Regions from separate parts of the Mus musculus genome. Here region 1 is linked to region 2. A link is a contact called in public Hi-C data. All regions are on one chromosome and are shown on one strand. The core of a region is the stretch at or near the end of the contact, and the rest is flanking DNA. Distances in the headings are between cores, read along the strand shown. Region 1 overlaps Pakap (paralemmin A kinase anchor protein). Region 2 has its middle 32 kb from the start of 1700042G15Rik.

Evidence for each region. A called contact is a pair of places that touch in the nucleus more often than the background predicts.
Region 1: a contact with region 2 is called in a Hi-C map of uterus. The contact joins two enhancer-like sites. A contact is called at or near these places in 1 of 15 datasets of contacts at CTCF or cohesin (the NIH/3T3 cell line), 23 of 484 Hi-C or Micro-C datasets (the 3T3-L1 cell line, B cells, the HPC-7 cell line and 12 more) and 4 of 115 datasets of contacts at active chromatin or transcription factors (the NIH/3T3 cell line, bone marrow-derived dendritic cells, craniofacial prominence and 1 more).

What each region holds. Positions count from the first base shown.
Region 1 is chr4:57,599,121-57,603,017 of GRCm38.p6, forward strand. All of the region lies in intron 2 of Pakap (paralemmin A kinase anchor protein), which reads left to right. Among named protein-coding and RNA genes, the nearest start is that of Gm52699, 21 kb to the right of the region's middle. Within about 2 kb of position 2,376, at least 18 of the 459 cell types and tissues checked have an H3K27ac peak or open chromatin away from gene starts, as enhancers often do. A contact at or near this core is called in uterus, where this site is marked.
Region 2 is chr4:57,393,958-57,398,064 of GRCm38.p6, forward strand. No RefSeq gene overlaps it. Among named protein-coding and RNA genes, the nearest start is that of 1700042G15Rik, 32 kb to the left of the region's middle. Within about 2 kb of position 2,689, at least 4 of the 459 cell types and tissues checked have an H3K27ac peak or open chromatin away from gene starts, as enhancers often do. A contact at or near this core is called in uterus, where this site is marked.

The sequences.
Region 1 (3,897 bases), core at 1,126-3,625, 200 kb after region 2:
TTGCCTAAGACCATGAGAAAACACGGATATTTACATCACAATTCATAACAATTTCAATATTATAGTGATGACGTAGCAACTTCATAGAATTTTAGTAGAATTTTATGGTTGAGGGTCAGTACAACATGAGAACTGTATTAAGGGTCGCAGTATTAGGAAGGTTGAGAGCCACTGCTCTGAAGCTTCATCTAACACCATCATATCAGTGGTCAGGTTTTTCAACATATGAATTCAGGGAGCACACAAACTCCAGGTAGATGTGTGTGTGTGTGTGTGTGTGTGTGTGTGTGTGTGTGTGTATGGTGTTCAAGAGACACGTGTGATAATAAGCACCGTTGTTTTTGGATGGTGTTTTAAGTCCAAGGGTTGGGTAAGATCACCATGTAGGGCCCAGGTGATGGAGAAGAGGTCTGAGGTTAGAGCTCTGGATTGTTGGGAGAGATGACAAGGAGCCAGCAAATGAAATGAAAAGGGGAATTGGGGAGTTAGGACATGAAAAAGAGAAGCGGGGAGTTAGGTGAGACTTAAAGTTGAGCTATAGGCTGCGCTTCAGGAAAGGGAAAGAGTCCATATTTAGCAAATGCTGACAGAGCCCAAGAAATTTGGGGCCCAAGGACTGTCCAGTGGATTCTTCACTCTGGGACTTCTGTGGTGGTGAGCTGGAGGAACAGTAAATGGGCAGGACTTAGGGGACCCAAAGCCAGGAAAGGTGTTGATTCCTCACTATGTCTTGATGTTAGTGGAAAAGGAGAACAGTAGTGGCCAATAAAGGCAATAGGTGTGAGCGCCTTTGAGAATGAACTGGGAAACATGGAGGAGGAAGGCAAGGGGGACTGGGGTGGGGAGTGGCGATGGTCTTCCGGTGGTGGCCACTGAGGAAGACACAATGTGTTTACCTGCAGGGCTTGTTTTTGTACCAGAGCAGCAGAGCCAAGATGAGCTGGTGGCTCTGAGTGGGCCCTTCTGCATGCTTCCGCTTTCTCAGTGAAGCTGGAAGCAAGGCCAGCTGCTGACACTGAGAGAGGTGCTGGCAATCTGAGGACAGAGGGGAGGGTGTGAGGCAACCCTGTTGGGCAGCTCAAGAGTCAGACCTCTGGACACCTCCGGTGTCTTCCCTGGGGTTAGGAATCCTGAATGGACAGTAAGACCTGATAGTAAAATCCCAAGGCGTGTGTTTGTCCCTGATGCCTTCGACCAGACAGATGTGGGTACCTGTTGGCAAACTATTGGATTTCAACTGAGTAGGGTTTGCCAGACCAATATGTCACAAAAAGAGCGAGGTAAGGGAGGAGGTGAAGGCGAGTACACCGCACATTTATGGTTATTGACTATGGAGTCTGAAGCTGACTAGTCTAGGAAGTGAGGCACCAGGTACACAAAGAGCACTGGAATGAATGGCTTATAGCAGTATGAAAACAGTATTAGGCTTTATTCACTTCTATAAACTATATTTTTTTAAAACTAAGTCATGTTTCCAATCCATGATAGAAAGTTACTGTGTTAAAATATAAAAAAATATTTATAGATGGAACCCCCTGTATAATACCAATCCTTCTCTTTGTTACTGATGAGAGGCCTTGTGGATAAGTCCTGGAGCAGTCGGCGGAATGACGGTGGAGGCCTCATGTGAAGGAGAGGATCTCTGGCCAAACCCCAGGGCTGGACTTGAGCACGTGCCTGGTGTCCACTGGCCAAAGGAACACTAGTCTTGAGGATGATGGTACAGCTGACAACCAGTGGGATGTACAGTGGGCAGTGTTTGCTAACAGGGAGGCAGGACTAGGCAGCCAGCCATCTGGATCCAAGGTCTGTGAGGGCTGGGACATGGGGTTGGCAGGAGATGAATGCATCTTACAACGGCGAGAGTGCGCATCTGAGAAGGAGGCATGTACAGGACACGAACACCTAGGAAATCCATCATGGCATTCTGATCTGCCTTGCTGAGTTTTACATCTTGCTGGGTTTACATCTGGGGAGCAGGAGTTGTTCACAGAGTCCAAGAGCCTGAAGAAATAACTACTGAAAAGGACGGGCTTGAGTTCATCTTGCACTGAGGACACACTTCCCACCACAGTTTGGACTGGCTCAGGCATTGCATAGGACTGAGGCCAATGGCAGGAGCACTCACAGGTCCAGCTGTAGGTTCTGGGAAAGGCAGGGGCAGAGGATGCAAAGAGAGACTGAGGAGAAACAGCTGTTGTCTTCCCACTGAGCAGATGGAAGGTCTAAATACCGTTACACCATTTATTTCATCCTTGGCAAAATCCATGTTTATTTCGTCTCTAGCCACATTGCTCAGTATTAACCTGAATCCAAAAAGGCTAAAGGGAAACCATGGGGCTTCCTGTTGGACTCTTTACTCTTTCCTACAGTAGATATGCACAGCACATTAGCATCCTCATGTGGCATGCCACTGTGCTGGACCGTCAAACCACACTCTAACCCAGTAGCCTCCCTGACTTGTCACGTGACCTTGCTGCGTTGGAGTCTTCCCATCCTTGGTGTGGAGATAGTAATAGCTGTCTTCTCGGTGACATTTAGATAAGAGCTAAAGATGTGCTGGTCGTAGGGGCGGAAACGCAATTCAAAGCGCAGCTGGGAGGCTTCACGGGCAGGTTGGACTACAGAGACCTGGGCCTTGCAAAACCAACAGAGGTCAGCACAGATTAAGTGGGCCAAATCAAATCTTTGATGGTTGAGTGATTTTTAGAAAATGATTGCAGGTCTGCACAATTTAACAAGACGGCTCATAGCGCCTGGAAATATTTTTCCAGAGCGGATCAGATAAAGCCAACTTTGAAATTGGCCATTGCTGTAAATCAAGTGGCAGACTCTCACTGACCTAGCTTTCCCACAGGGAGAGAAGGGAAAACTGCCGTGTGGCTGCTGTGGCTTGATTTGTCAAGAATGGAGTGATCTCCACCACCACACGAGATTGCCCGTCATTCAGCCTGATGTAATGAATCAGGACGTCTGTAATTCAGAAGCCAGTGAGATGGGTGAATCACACAGATAGACTAAATGGTCATATTTCCACTCCAGCTGCCCGCCACGCACAGTGGTCTCTGTTGCATCATTCTTTCCTTAGTTAATAATTCTTGGCCCGTTGCTGAAGTTTCTGCTTTTTAATGTCTAATGTCACAAAGTCAGCATTTCCGAATTATCTGCCCTCTCATTAAAACATAGGTAGAGGTGAGGGATGATGGGAAGAGACAGATTGCTCTGAGACCTGACCTGGATGCCTGTGCTCAGTCTATGCTAGAGTTGGCACCCATTCATAATGGTCCATGTGTCTGTGGGAGCTCTTCCAGGCCAGGCAGGGCTTGTCAAGTGGCTCATTACTTCATCTTTCTTATGCCAGGTCCACAGAGCATGCTCTGTGCTCCAACTGATAAAGTTAGCTATGGTCACTACAAGATGGTTCAGAGTCGCTCCCTGGGATCCTCCCTGGTCATACGTACTCAACCTGATCTTTTCAGTTAGGTTATTATTCTTTTAAAACAAGGTCTTGTGTATCACAGGCTAGGTTCAAACTTGCTATCTAGCCAAAGCTAGCCATAGACTTCTGATTCTCCTGCCTCCACCACCCAAATGCAGGGATTACAAATACGTGCCACCAAGCCCAGTTTATACAAAATTAGGGATAAAACTGTGCATGCCAGCCAGGTACCCTACCAACCGCGCTACATCTTCAGCACCCAGCCGTTTTTCTCTCTTTTCTGAACTTTTGGCTTCGAGATTGACTTTGACTGGCTTTGGATCTGTGCAGATGCTATAACTGAACGGCTTTGACCCCCCTTAAACTTCCTGTGCAATGGTGGTGCCCTCAAGGGTGACATCACAAACCTCCTAAGCTCACATGAAGACAGAGGTAGAAAGCCTATTCCATATAAACGA
Region 2 (4,107 bases), core at 1,439-3,938:
GGAGAGAGAGATGAGAACCAGCACATTTACTCTGTCTTACCATGTGTACCCCATTCATATGTTTGAATACATGGTCCCTACTTAGTGGAACTGTTTGGGAAGGATTAGAAGTGGAGGAGGTGTGTCACTGGGGGTGGGTTTTGAGGTTTCAAAAGTCCTGGTCAGGGAGTGTGTGGCTTTCTGCCTGCTGCCTGCAGATCTGGATATAAAGCTCTCAGATATTTCTCCAGCACCATGCCTGTCTGCTTCCCACTGTGGTGATCATGGGCTAACCCTCTGAAACTCTAAGCAAGCGCCTCAGTTAAAAGAGTTAAACTCTTTTGTAAGAGTCGCTTTGGTCATGGTGTCAAGTCACAGCTATGTAACAGCAACTAAGACAACTGGGTTGTGATGTAGTTTATGATTCAAACAGGAAATGTCTCTACATTTTAAAGGCTTGGTCCCCAGCTGGTGGAACTATTTGGGGAGATGGAGGAACTTCAGTAGTTGAGGCCCACATAGTGGAAGAAATAGGCTACCGAGAGCATGTCTTTGTCTCTGCTCCCTGCCCATGTAGTGAGCAGCTCTGCTTTGCCATGTGCCATCTGTCATGAAGCTCCTGCCTCACCTCACGCCCAAGGTGGTGAAGACAGTCACACTCTGACACTCTGAGACCAAATGAATCTTCCCTTCTTTAAGGTGTTGGTATCATATGTTTGAGCATAGTGACAAAGGGCCTACGAACCCACATATCAAGAAAGTTTTAACTCAGAACTCCCTCCCCCTTCAGAATTCCCAATCTTTAAAACTGTCTTAGGGTTTTATTGTTGTGAAGAGATACCATGACTACAGGAGAAAGCATTTAATTGGGGCTGGCTTACAGTTTCAGAGATCTAGTCCATTATCATCATGGCGGGAAGCATGGCAGTATGCTGGCAGAAATGGTGCTGGAGAAGGAGCTGAGAGTTCTACATCTGGATCTGCAGGCAGCAGAGAGAGAACTAAGATATTCTAGACCCTCTTCCCTCAACAAGGCCACACCTCCTAATAGTGCCACTACCTGTGGGTCTCTGAGGGCCATTTGTTATTCAAACCACCACAAAAACATAAGAAGTAAATCTCTGTTCATCATAATTACCCAGTTCCACATATTATGTTAAACACACCGACAATGGCTGAAGAAAATGTGAATTTTCTTATGGGTCTGGGGGCTTGAAATCTGACATTGTGATATCAACAGGGGCAGGAACCCTCTGAACGTTCACAGGGAGAATGTCGTTTTGCTATTTTTAATTTTTATTTATTTTTATTTTTGTGGAGAGACAAGCTTCCTTGTGTAGCCTTGTAACTCCCTCTGTATTCCCAGCTGGCCTCAAACTCAGAGATCTGCCCTACCTCTTCCTCCTGAGTACCGGGTTTGAAGGTGTGCACCACCATCACCACCCAGCTTCTGCTTTGCCTTTTGCAGCTTTTGTGGCTCCAGAAATGTGCTGGCTCCTGACGGTATCATTTCCTTCTCTACCCACATCGTCCAGCCTTCTTCCCTCTTTCTTTGTGTCCTAGTCTGTTCTCCTAGGACACTCATTAGGTTTACAACCTATTCCCAGGCATATGAGCTCACCTTGATCTTTCCTTTAAAAACTATTATATTTGTGTAGATGTGTGTGTGTGCATGCATGTATGTGCACTGTATGCATACAGGAACTCATGGAGGTCAGAGGAGGCATCAGATAGATACATTGCATTTTGAGGTCTCAGGTGCACATTAACATTGGAAGATTTTGTTCAGTTCATGACAAACCCCAAGAACCAGTTGTGTGTGTGTGTGTGTGTATGTGTGTGTATGTGTGTGTACATGTTTATGTACTTATTCATATGTGCACATATATACATGTGGAGTATAGAGATGAACACTGAGTGTGTTTTCAATCACTCTGCATTTATTTTGTGAGGCAGAGTCTCTCATTAAGCCTGAAGTTTAGTGATTTGGCATAATTGACTGGCTAACAAATCTCAGCCTCCCAGTTCTGGGATTGCAGACAGGTCCCTTATACATGGGTTCTGGGGCATCAAACTCTGGTCCTCATTCTTGCGTGTCAAACACTTGACTGATTGAGCCATCTCCCTTGCTATTTCAATATTTTGCAGTTCTAGAAATGGAACCTAGGTTCTCACGAATGCGGGGTGAACTACCATTAGTGTGGCATCCTTTTTGCCCAGAATATGAATAACATTTCACAGTGTCATTTCTTTTTTTAAAAAAATGTTAATTTTATTTATATATTTTATTTAATTTGCTGTGTGTTTGTGTGCCACATATATGTGTGAAAGTCAGAGGACAACTTGCAGGAGTTAGTTCTTTCTACCAGGTGGGTCCCAGGATTTGAACTTGGGTCTTCAAGCTTGACAAAAAAAACGCCTTTACCCGCTGAGTCATCTGGCAGGCTAGTAGAGTGTCGTTTCTATTTTTATTCTCTGTTATTTAAAAACCAACAGCAAAGCACCAGATGTGCTTTTGCTTTCATTATCCAAAGTTTGTGTTAGGAGTTAGAGTCTTTCGCAGAGGGATAGTGGGTGAATGTTCGTGGGAGAGTGGGTGGGTCAGTGTGCCAGTCGTTCAACATCCTGTGACATGCAACCATGACCCCTACCCCCGTCTTGGGAGGTGAGCTCTTGTCGGCTTTTTGCTTATGTGCAGATCGTGTGCTATCATAGAGACAGCAAGCCCTCACGCTCTGGAGCAAAGCATGTGTTTATTACAGTCCGCTCCACAGCAGCTGGGAAGTGGCTTCCTGCTCCGAAACCAGATAAATTATTGTTATTTGGTTGTCTATGTGTGGAAGTGCTTTCTTACCATGTTCTTATTCAGTTTGGAAGAATAGAAATTTCTAGGGTCTTAATTTACTGAAGGTGCGTTGAGTGAACTTCCTTTTTTTCCCTCTTGATCCTTTTATTTTGCACAGATTTCTCAACTGTCACTGTTTCCTAACTTGTAGACTGCTGCAATTTCCCTCTCTCTTTGGTCATTTTGGCAGGATCTTTTAATGGCAGCTTTGCTTGAAGAGTCTTACCTCAATCATAGCCTGTTTGAGGTACCAGTGGATAGTATTATATTATGAAATTGATAAAACTGAAGTCACAGGGTCCAGCAGAATTGGAAAGGTACCATGGGATGGCTGGCATTTCACTCAAATCAATTAACACCAACCTAGAGGGCTAACTAAAGGCATATGATATGCACATGACCATGTGTCTCTTCAGACAGACTAATCATCCCATCTTGGCATCATTTAGACCTTAGGTGTGATACATCAGAAGACAGGAGGAGGCCAGACGCTCTTCCCCAGTTGCCTTCTTCAGATGGTTAATCCTGGCTGTCAGCTTGATGGCAGTTAGAGTCACCACAGAAACAAAACTCTGGAGGGAATTTCTACATTTGATTATCAGAGGTGAGATGACTTCGGTTGTTAGCTTGTGAACTGCACCATTTCTCAGGATGAGATCTCAGGGTGAGCTGAGCACCAGCATCCACCACTCTCTGATTCCTAACTGAGGATGCCTGTGTGACCAGCTGCCTCATGAGCCTGCTGATGCCTTCCTGTCCACGGTTGAATAGAGCCTCAAACTGTGAGCCTTTCAAGGCAAGCACTGCCTGTCTTAAGTTGTTTATGTTGGTTATTATGTCATGGCAATGACATGTCTGACTAGTATACCTGTCTTCTTTGTTGTCTTCGTCTCTCTATCCTTCTCCACCCCTGTGGGGCTCTGCTTCCATGGAGCTACTTAGCCTGATGGGCAAGCCTCTTTGCGCCTTTGGTCTGAGGATGCTGAATCTTGGGCACATAGCAGTGAAACCTTGCACCCCCCAGAACAAGGTGCCTTCTGGACACACAAATCTCCCTCTTGCTAATAAATCTTTAAAAATAAAAATAAATCTTTTAAAAGATTGGTAAATTATCTTAACCTTTGTGTATTAGCATGATAAAAGATTATCTCCACACAAGGATACAGGGTGGGAACGAACAGAGAAGTCTGGGAGGAGCTGAAGCTATCAGGGAGCAGCTTTGACCTAGCTCCGTTCACGACATGTCTGCTAACCACTGCCCTGCCCCATGTTTAGATAAAAGA